2 separate regions of the Bombyx mori genome follow, and region 1 is linked to region 2. The links are chromatin contacts, called in public Hi-C maps. All regions are on one chromosome and are shown on one strand. The core of a region is the stretch at or near the end of the contact, and the rest is flanking DNA. Distances in the headings are between cores, read along the strand shown.

Evidence for each region. Hi-C and Micro-C count contacts between places; a contact is called where the count stands out from the background.
Region 1: a contact with region 2 is called in a Hi-C map of posterior silk gland, with 2.4 times the contacts expected there. The contact joins the enhancer-like site here to the promoter of LOC101736643 in region 2. A contact is called at or near these places in 6 of 7 Hi-C or Micro-C datasets (middle silk gland, midgut, posterior silk gland and 2 more).

The regions. Positions count from the first base shown.
Region 1 is chr17:1,258,754-1,262,877 of ASM3026992v2, forward strand. It overlaps LOC101736643 (myosin heavy chain, non-muscle), which reads left to right. Exons shown (of 27, transcript XM_062673238.1): 6 at 2-431; 7 at 1,292-2,631; 8 at 3,665-3,835. Among protein-coding and RNA genes, the nearest start is that of LOC101736504, 22 kb to the right of the region's middle. Within about 2 kb of position 2,033, at least 3 of the 8 cell types and tissues checked have open chromatin away from gene starts, as enhancers often do.
Region 2 is chr17:1,190,979-1,195,296 of ASM3026992v2, forward strand. LOC101736643 (myosin heavy chain, non-muscle) reads left to right here and starts at 1,328. Exons shown (of 27, transcript XM_062673238.1): 1 at 1,328-2,207. The coding sequence starts at 1,863. It overlaps LOC101736784, which reads right to left and starts at 103. Exons shown (of 7, transcript XM_038016783.2): 1 at 32-103.

The DNA.
Region 1 (4,124 bases), core at 783-3,282, 68 kb after region 2:
GGGTAAATTCATAAGGATAAACTTCGACGCGTCCGGCTTCATAGCCGGTGCCAACATCGAAACGTATCTATTAGAAAAATCGAGGGCCATAAGACAAGCGAAGGACGAGAGGACATTCCACATTTTCTATCAGCTGCTGACCGGAGCGACCCCGCAGCAGAAGGCCGAGTTCATTCTAGAAGATGCGAAAAGCTACCCGTTTTTATCTAGTGGCGCTCTACCGGTGCCCGGCATCGATGACGCGGCCGAGTACCAGGCCACCATGAAGTCAATGAACATCATGGGCATGAACAACGAGGACTTCAATTCGATATTTAGGATAGTCTCGGCGGTTCTCTTGTTCGGGTCGATGCAGTTCAAGCAGGAAAGGAATTCGGATCAAGCCACGTTGCCCGACAACACCGTGGCGCAGAAAATCGCGCATTTACTTGGTGAGTTATGTCTTTTGTCTTGTTCACTGTCTTGGCATTGACGGCTGCTCAAATGTACTCAAACGTGAAATGATTACGTACCCATAGGTCTTATTAGAATATGAATGCGAGTGCCTTCAGTGCAGAGAGAGTTTCAAAATTACTTAAACGACCTTTAGATGATATGCATTTTTGATCCATTTTAATACGTTTTTATTAGCTTCAGACGTATGTGTGTATGTATGTTTTTAACGAAATCTCTGAACATGATTTTGACCCCCTTCAAAACGTCGGATTAATTCGAAATTCGGTATACTTATTAAGGACCAATGACAATTCAATATTTAAAAAAGAATTGAATTTTTTTTATTAAAGAATTGAAATTCAACCAAAAAATTAAAAATAAATAATATTTAATAAAAATTAACAAAATATGCTTTTATAGAAAATCCATCTAAAAAATAGAAAATAAATTTTAATAAATTTGAATTAAAAATAGAGTAAGAAAAAATGATTTTATTGTAAAAAAAGCGTAGGGTTGTCGCCTAAACGTCGGGGACGGTATGCGGAGTATGTCTGATATGAACGAACTAAAACCCCTTGTGGCTCAACAACCTGCGTCCGATCTTCGGATAAGACAGCTCATTAGCGATAGACTGAAGTCAGGGTGACGGTGGAACAGCCGTTATAATACAAGTGAGACTTCAATCTCATGCCTTAAGATGGGTAGTGGTATACAGGCTGTAATGTAAATGGACCGCGGTAGTAGCCACTTGGCACCAGAGCTCCATCGCTCAACTAGACAAACACAAAGTATTAATGTTGTTTAAAACTTAACGCACATTAATTTGGTCAATGACAAATGTACCATTCTCTTACAGGTCTTTCCGTAACGGAAATGACGAAGGCTTTCTTGAAACCGAGAATTAAAGTGGGTCGCGATTTCGTCACAAAAGCACAAACCAAGGAACAAGTTGAGTTTTCTGTTGAAGCTATCGGTAAGGCTTGTTACGAACGTTTGTTCAGATGGCTGGTGAACAGGATCAACAGGTCTCTGGACAGGACGAAGAGACAAGGCGCCTCGTTTATCGGCATCCTCGACATGGCAGGGTTCGAAATCTTCGAATTGAACTCCTTCGAACAGCTCTGCATCAACTACACGAACGAGAAGTTGCAGCAACTCTTCAACCACACTATGTTTATATTGGAACAGGAAGAGTATCAGCGCGAAGGAATCGAATGGAAATTCATTGATTTCGGTCTCGATCTCCAACCGACCATCGATCTCATCGACAAACCCATGGGCATCATGGCCTTGCTCGATGAAGAATGTTGGTTCCCCAAGGCGACAGACAAGACCTTCGTCGAGAAGTTGGTGTCGGCCCACTCCGTGCACCCGAAGTTTATGAAGACTGACTTCCGCGGCGTGGCAGACTTCGCCATCATTCACTACGCCGGTAAAGTGGACTACTCAGCCGCCCAGTGGCTCATGAAGAACATGGACCCGCTCAACGAGAACGTCGTGTCGCTTCTTCAGAACTCGCAGGATCCTTTCGTTTGTCACATCTGGAAGGACGCTGAGATTGTCGGCATGGCGCAGCAGGCGATGACCGACACGCAGTTCGGTGCAAGAACGCGCAAAGGAATGTTCAGGACTGTCTCCCAACTGTATAAGGAGCAGTTGACTAAACTGATGGCCACATTGAGGAACACCAATCCGAACTTTGTGAGGTGCATCATTCCCAACCATGAAAAGAAAGCAGGAAAGATTGAGGCGCCCCTCGTCTTGGACCAGTTGCGGTGCAACGGTGTCCTCGAGGGCATCAGAATTTGCAGACAGGGCTTCCCGAACAGGATTCCGTTCCAAGAGTTCAGGCAGCGCTATGAACTCCTCACTCCGAACATCATTCCTAAAGGTTTCATGGACGGAAAGAAGGCCTGCGAACAGATGATCGAGGCTCTCGAGCTGGACCACAATCTGTACAGAGTTGGTCAGTCGAAAATATTCTTCAGGGCCGGTGTGCTGGCTCACCTGGAAGAGGAGAGGGATTACAAGATCACGGACTTGATAGTCAACTTCCAGGCGTTCTGCCGCGGCTACCTGGCCCGGCGGAACTACCAGAAGAGACTCCAGCAACTCAACGCCATTCGGATCATTCAGAGGAACTGCGCTGCGTATCTCAAGTTGAGGAATTGGCAGTGGTGGAGACTGTATATTAAGGTAAGCGAGAATTTATTTATACCTATTTATTTATACATATTTATGGACACCTAAGGCAAGTCGGATGTCCAAAATTTAAAATTTGGTATCCAATCTGGTATCCGCCCAAAAGCGATATTCATGCTTACTGATCTGGGAAATTATATAAAATTGAAGTGTTTTTATGACTTATATGTTACAAATACAATTGTTAATTTAAAATCCATATAACAAAACAAAGGCAAAACAGTTTAGTACCGCCTTCTCTTCAGTTTGTTTGATTGATTTTATTTGGAAGTATTTCTTTTAAATGTCAAAGAAAAATTTAAAACCTTGTAAAACGAATCGAAATCTTGAGGAGTCAGTGATTATGGTCGAATTTTGATTACCGGGTGAACACTGGTGTATTTTTTTTTTTTTTTTTTTTTTATTGCTTAGATCGGTGAACGAGCTCACAGCCCACCTGGTGTTAAGTGGTTACTGGAGCCCATAGACAACTACAACGTAAATGCGCCACCTACCTGTATTCCCCAGACATATAGTTCGTTTACCTTCTGCCTATGAGATCTACTACACGGTAACTTAACTACATGCTATAGGTGTGCGTGTGTGTGTATATTGCATAATACACCGCTATACAATAATATTATCGAGTAACCACACGAGTTATGTAAATACGGACAGTTTCTGTTTTCGCAAAATATATATTATCCGTGTGAATAATAATCATTGTCCTATAGTACGATGAGTAGTGCTGCCTCGTGGCTCGCATTAGGAATGTAATAATAAAAACAAAATCGCATAACGATAATTATTCACGTTTGGCTAGCCTGAAATGGAGCCCTCAGACATCACGTGTGTTTAAGTTTACCGTTCTTTAAATCACGAGTTTTCGAAACTTCAATAATGTATAGCAACAAGTGCATCGCGGCAGAATCTGCCGCACACCAGTGCCGACTCGCGCTCAACACCATTATTTGCACTACGCTGTTCTTTAAGATACAAATTCATTACTTCATCATTCTGATAAATATAATAACAATTATTATTGCAGGTGAAACCCCTTCTAGAAGTAACGAAACAAGAAGAGAAACTCACCCAGAAAGAGGATGAGCTACGTCAGATACGCGAGAGACTCGAAACCCAGGCGAAACGGTCCCAGGAGTTGGAGCAGAAGTACCAGCAGGCTACCGCTGAGAAGACCCAGCTCGCCGAACAATTGCAGGTCAGTGTTCTGATCAGATATTTTTCTGCATCCACTTCGACCAAGGAAGGTCTTTTGCTAATAAATTAAAAAGGGGAAAAAAACGCTATATCAAAAAAATTGTAGAATCATTTGATTTTGTAAATATAAATCGATATTATGTGCAGGGATTGTTAAGAAATGACGGTAAAATTATATCCAAATGTCATCGATATATATATCGATGCCAAATGTACATTAACAGCTAAAAATAAATAATATGATATGTTCATTTATGTTCTTTACGATTCCATGTTTCAATTATTACATT
Region 2 (4,318 bases), core at 78-2,577:
GGTCAGACGAAAGATAATGCAAGCAAAGTACCTCTTAATAATGTTCTTTACGTCCATCCAGTACGAATCACTTTTTACAATAACAGTGACATCGACTTATCTTGGAATGAAAAAAACCTAAATAACGGATACAAAATAAATATATATTATATGTTTTTTTACAAACAATTTCATTGTGTTAGTTACAGACGAAAAATTTGATCATGACGCATGGACTGTAGTATTTCATTGAAAAGAATAGCATTAAATAGCAATGGTTTCTTTTATACGAATAAACATTGGTTGACACGACTGTACTCATATCGCAATTTAAAAAAACGAACAAACTACTGGAGGATTCAGAAACGTGCCATTCGACCTTGTATACTCGTAGTAACGAGTCTTTTCGAAATTTGTAATAAAATCTTGAATGTCTTCGAGAAATTTGCATCTGTCGGTGCTACCCTTTTCAAGTTCTATCCAAGAGAGATTACCTACTTAATGGGGCGAAAAACCGATTGTGAACCAGTGTCATTAATTCGACTTCTCTTACCTACTTACGAATTCTCTGGGCCGGATCTCCCAAATACCAGCTTCATACAGAAGAGGGCCTTTCGGATTATTGATAATTCCATTCTCACGGACTGTTTAGAACCTCTGGTTCTGCGGAGGGACTTCTGTTCCCTCGGTATTTTGTACCGTATGTTCCATGGGGAGTGCTCTGAGGAATTGTTTGAGATGATACCACACCTCGTTTTTACCATCGCACCGCCCGCCACCGGAAAAGAGTTCATCCATTATACATTGGAACCACTGCATTCATAGTGCGTTTCCAGATATCTTTTTTCCCACGTACCATCCGGCTTTGAAATGAGCTCCCCTACACTGTGTTTCCCAAGCATTAAACGGTAGGCAGCGGCTCGGCTTTGCCTCTGGCATTGCTGACGCCCATGGGCGCCCATGGCATTACCATCAGGTGGGCCGTATGCTCGTCTGCCTACAAGCGCAATAAAAAAAAACGCTCTTCCTCATATCATCCCACAAGCTCAATACGAAGGGTAACGATTAAGTAGGTTAATTACACTTCATAATTACATAAATAATTAAATTAATTAAATATCTACGTCAGTTCTTTCCATAGATATTTAAGCTTCCTTCTACCCATCTATTTCAATTAGTTTGCTGGATCTGGAACTGAAACTAGCTTGGTTTCCAAAAGTAATTTGTGTATCCGAGCTAGGTAAATGAATATTAACAAATTGGAACGCACCTCAAAAATTGATGGAACATGTTTTTTCCACTTTCGAGCCAAGAATTTGACAGCTGTTTTGACGGCAGCTCGTTATTGGTCCTTCGCTTCGAAATATTGACTCATTGCGAAAACCGGCCAATAACAGAATCTGAATGACAACATTCATCATGAAATTTCGGAAAAGGGAAACAAACTATAACGACAAAGAGGTGTCGGCAACACGTCGTGTACTTACTTTTAAATTGCTTTCATCCTAAAAGAAGAAATACTTCTTATTGCGCTTGACTCGAACACGTACTTTTATTCAATTTAGTAAATAAAGTAATCGGTAATTACTATAAAAATCGAATACGCTTAATATACGGAATAAAATTCGACGAATCTCAACGTGAATTCGGGCGTCGACCGGTCATCCCTCCTACCCGTAACCGTCGTCGATTCCTTCGGCTACAATCGTCATTTTGTAGTTATCAGAGCCGTGCGCGGCCACGGGTATAGAACGTAGAAGAACGCGCTTTTTGGTAACTTAAACACTGTGTTGTGAGGTGTGGTGTCGGTCGGGTTGACCGTGTATATGTTGTATATAGTGTCGGATTGCTGCAGTACGGGCCGCGAGTGATCGGGCGGCACGATGGTGGACATGGATAGAAACGACCCGGAGCTCCGGTATCTGTCGGTGGATAGAAACAGCTTCAATGATCCAGCTACGCAGGCGGAATGGACGCAGAAGAGGTTAGTTTGGGTGCCTCACGAGAACCAAGGATTCGTAGCGGCCGGAATCAAAGGAGAGCGAGGAGATGAAGTTGAAGTGGAGATAGCCGAGTCAGGAAAGCGGATGTTGGTGCCCATAGATGATATCCAGAAAATGAATCCACCAAAGTTCGATAAAGTGGAGGATATGGCTGAACTGACCTGCTTAAACGAGGCTTCTGTTCTGCACAACATAAAAGACAGATACTATTCTGGACTCATTTATGTAAGTACTAAAAAATTAAATTTATTTCCACGATAATATTTATATAACTTTGACATGATGATGAAAAATGTTCTAATAGGATTTCCCATTTTCTTAAAATGAAGCCAAATACCGAAACCAAAATATTTGACATTTAGTTCACTTGAAGCCTATAACATTACAGCTGTTGAACAAAATTTAAATTATTACATATCAAAAACCACCTGGTACTTAAATGATAAAGTTAATTTAGTATTTTTATCTAGGTTATGATGAGTCATAATCAAATCTTTAATATTAAATCACTCAAGTGTACACAGTCATTCAATAATTAAACCAATTTTAGTTTTACATACAGTAGATATAATATACTAATTATGCATTCTGTAATAAAGTCACTATGAAAATAAAAACAGGGATGCTATTAAAAAATGCAATAACAAATTACTATTAGTTATTTATTATGCCTTAAATACTTGTTCATTATCATTAGTAATTTCAAGTGTGAAGAACTTGTAAAGCAAAGTGAAGGTAGCTCACATTTGCCTGAAAAGTATCACCTTTGCTACCAGTTCTGTGTTGTGCAACGAAAAACAAAAAACCCTTACCTTTCCACAATAGCTTCAATTAGGATGTTTGAAAATTTTAATCTCAAGGAAATCTTAAATGTTTATTACTCATTTTAAGATAAAATACTGGTTGAGGTAAAACTAAGTCACCCTTATATTACTATTAGAGAATGTCAATACTCTAATAGTACCAATTATGTTGCATTGAAAGAAAAACAAAACTATTGTCTAAATATTTTCATTTTGTTAAACAATTAAGGAATTGCACCTTAACATTTTTTAGGTAACCACACAACATTACATGCCACAATCATGATTGTGTGTCGACTCATCCTTAAAGCATATCATCACATACTTTATCTTATCACATAACTCACGTTGTTATATTTTTTCTTACAATCCTTATGTGTATGTTTATTTCTAATTCTTAGTAATAACACTACTTACAGTATTTTCTAAGTATTTTGTGAGTAATACGCCTGATTAAGGTTAAAAATACTTATGTGGTATAAAAATCTATCTATTAACAAAAACTGTAGAGAATATCTAAAATTATGAAAACATTTTGAGAAAATCGAAATTTGAGGTTAGGGCATGTTATGAACATAAATAGGTATCACCAGTTTGTTTGATTGTAACAGAAAACATCTATGAGCTTTGAAATTTGGTACAGCTGCTCTGTTGATAAATATATATATGTAAGATTTTAATGTCTTAGTAGAATGGCGGCACATTGTGGTTGAATACAATATAGACTAAATTCAACAGCCCAAGAAATAATGGCAATAATAATAATCCCAAGGAATACTACTACAGGACTCTACTACTCTTTGTTGACCGGTAGAAAATACTTCAGCCGGCCACTGTATTTTTCTTCACAAAATTATATAAATAATGATTAAGATCTTCATTTTAAAATCAAGTCTTAAACTATAACCTAAATACAGATAGCATAGCTTTGAATTAGTCTCGAATACCATTATGAACTCTAAAGATCTTGGCTATACGGCGAAAGCGTAATGTTGCAGAATCACAAGGCTATAAAGTTAATGGTATAAATTATATCTTTGGAAATATGGGAATATGCCAGGCTATAATATATATACAGCTCTAAAAATAGAATAAAATAAACCAAAAGCCAAGCAGATTAGTTAAGTTTTTGAAGATGACGTACGTGAACAAAATAGTACAACTGACCATCCAATGCTAGCTATGAATGTTTCTTTTTTGGTCAATTTCAATGGCATTAGTATCTTACCCATACAATTTCCGAAAACGAAATACGGAGAGGTTCACATTGGAACAAGATTCCTATCCTAGCCCCGGGACTAGACGACGATTTCTTGGTGCATACAGAGAAGAGCGCTCTCCCTCTTACGCCTCGTCGCCTGTTTGTACATTATGCTGCACTAGCAAAAGTCCACAATAACCCGGGAGTATTCGTCGCTGATCAGCATAGCAATCACGAGACTTGACAGAGACAAGTCACATCAGCAGTGTTGCGCTCTGCTGGACTCAGAGCTGATCTAAGAGCTGCTGGTACTTTCTGAAGCATTCGTACTC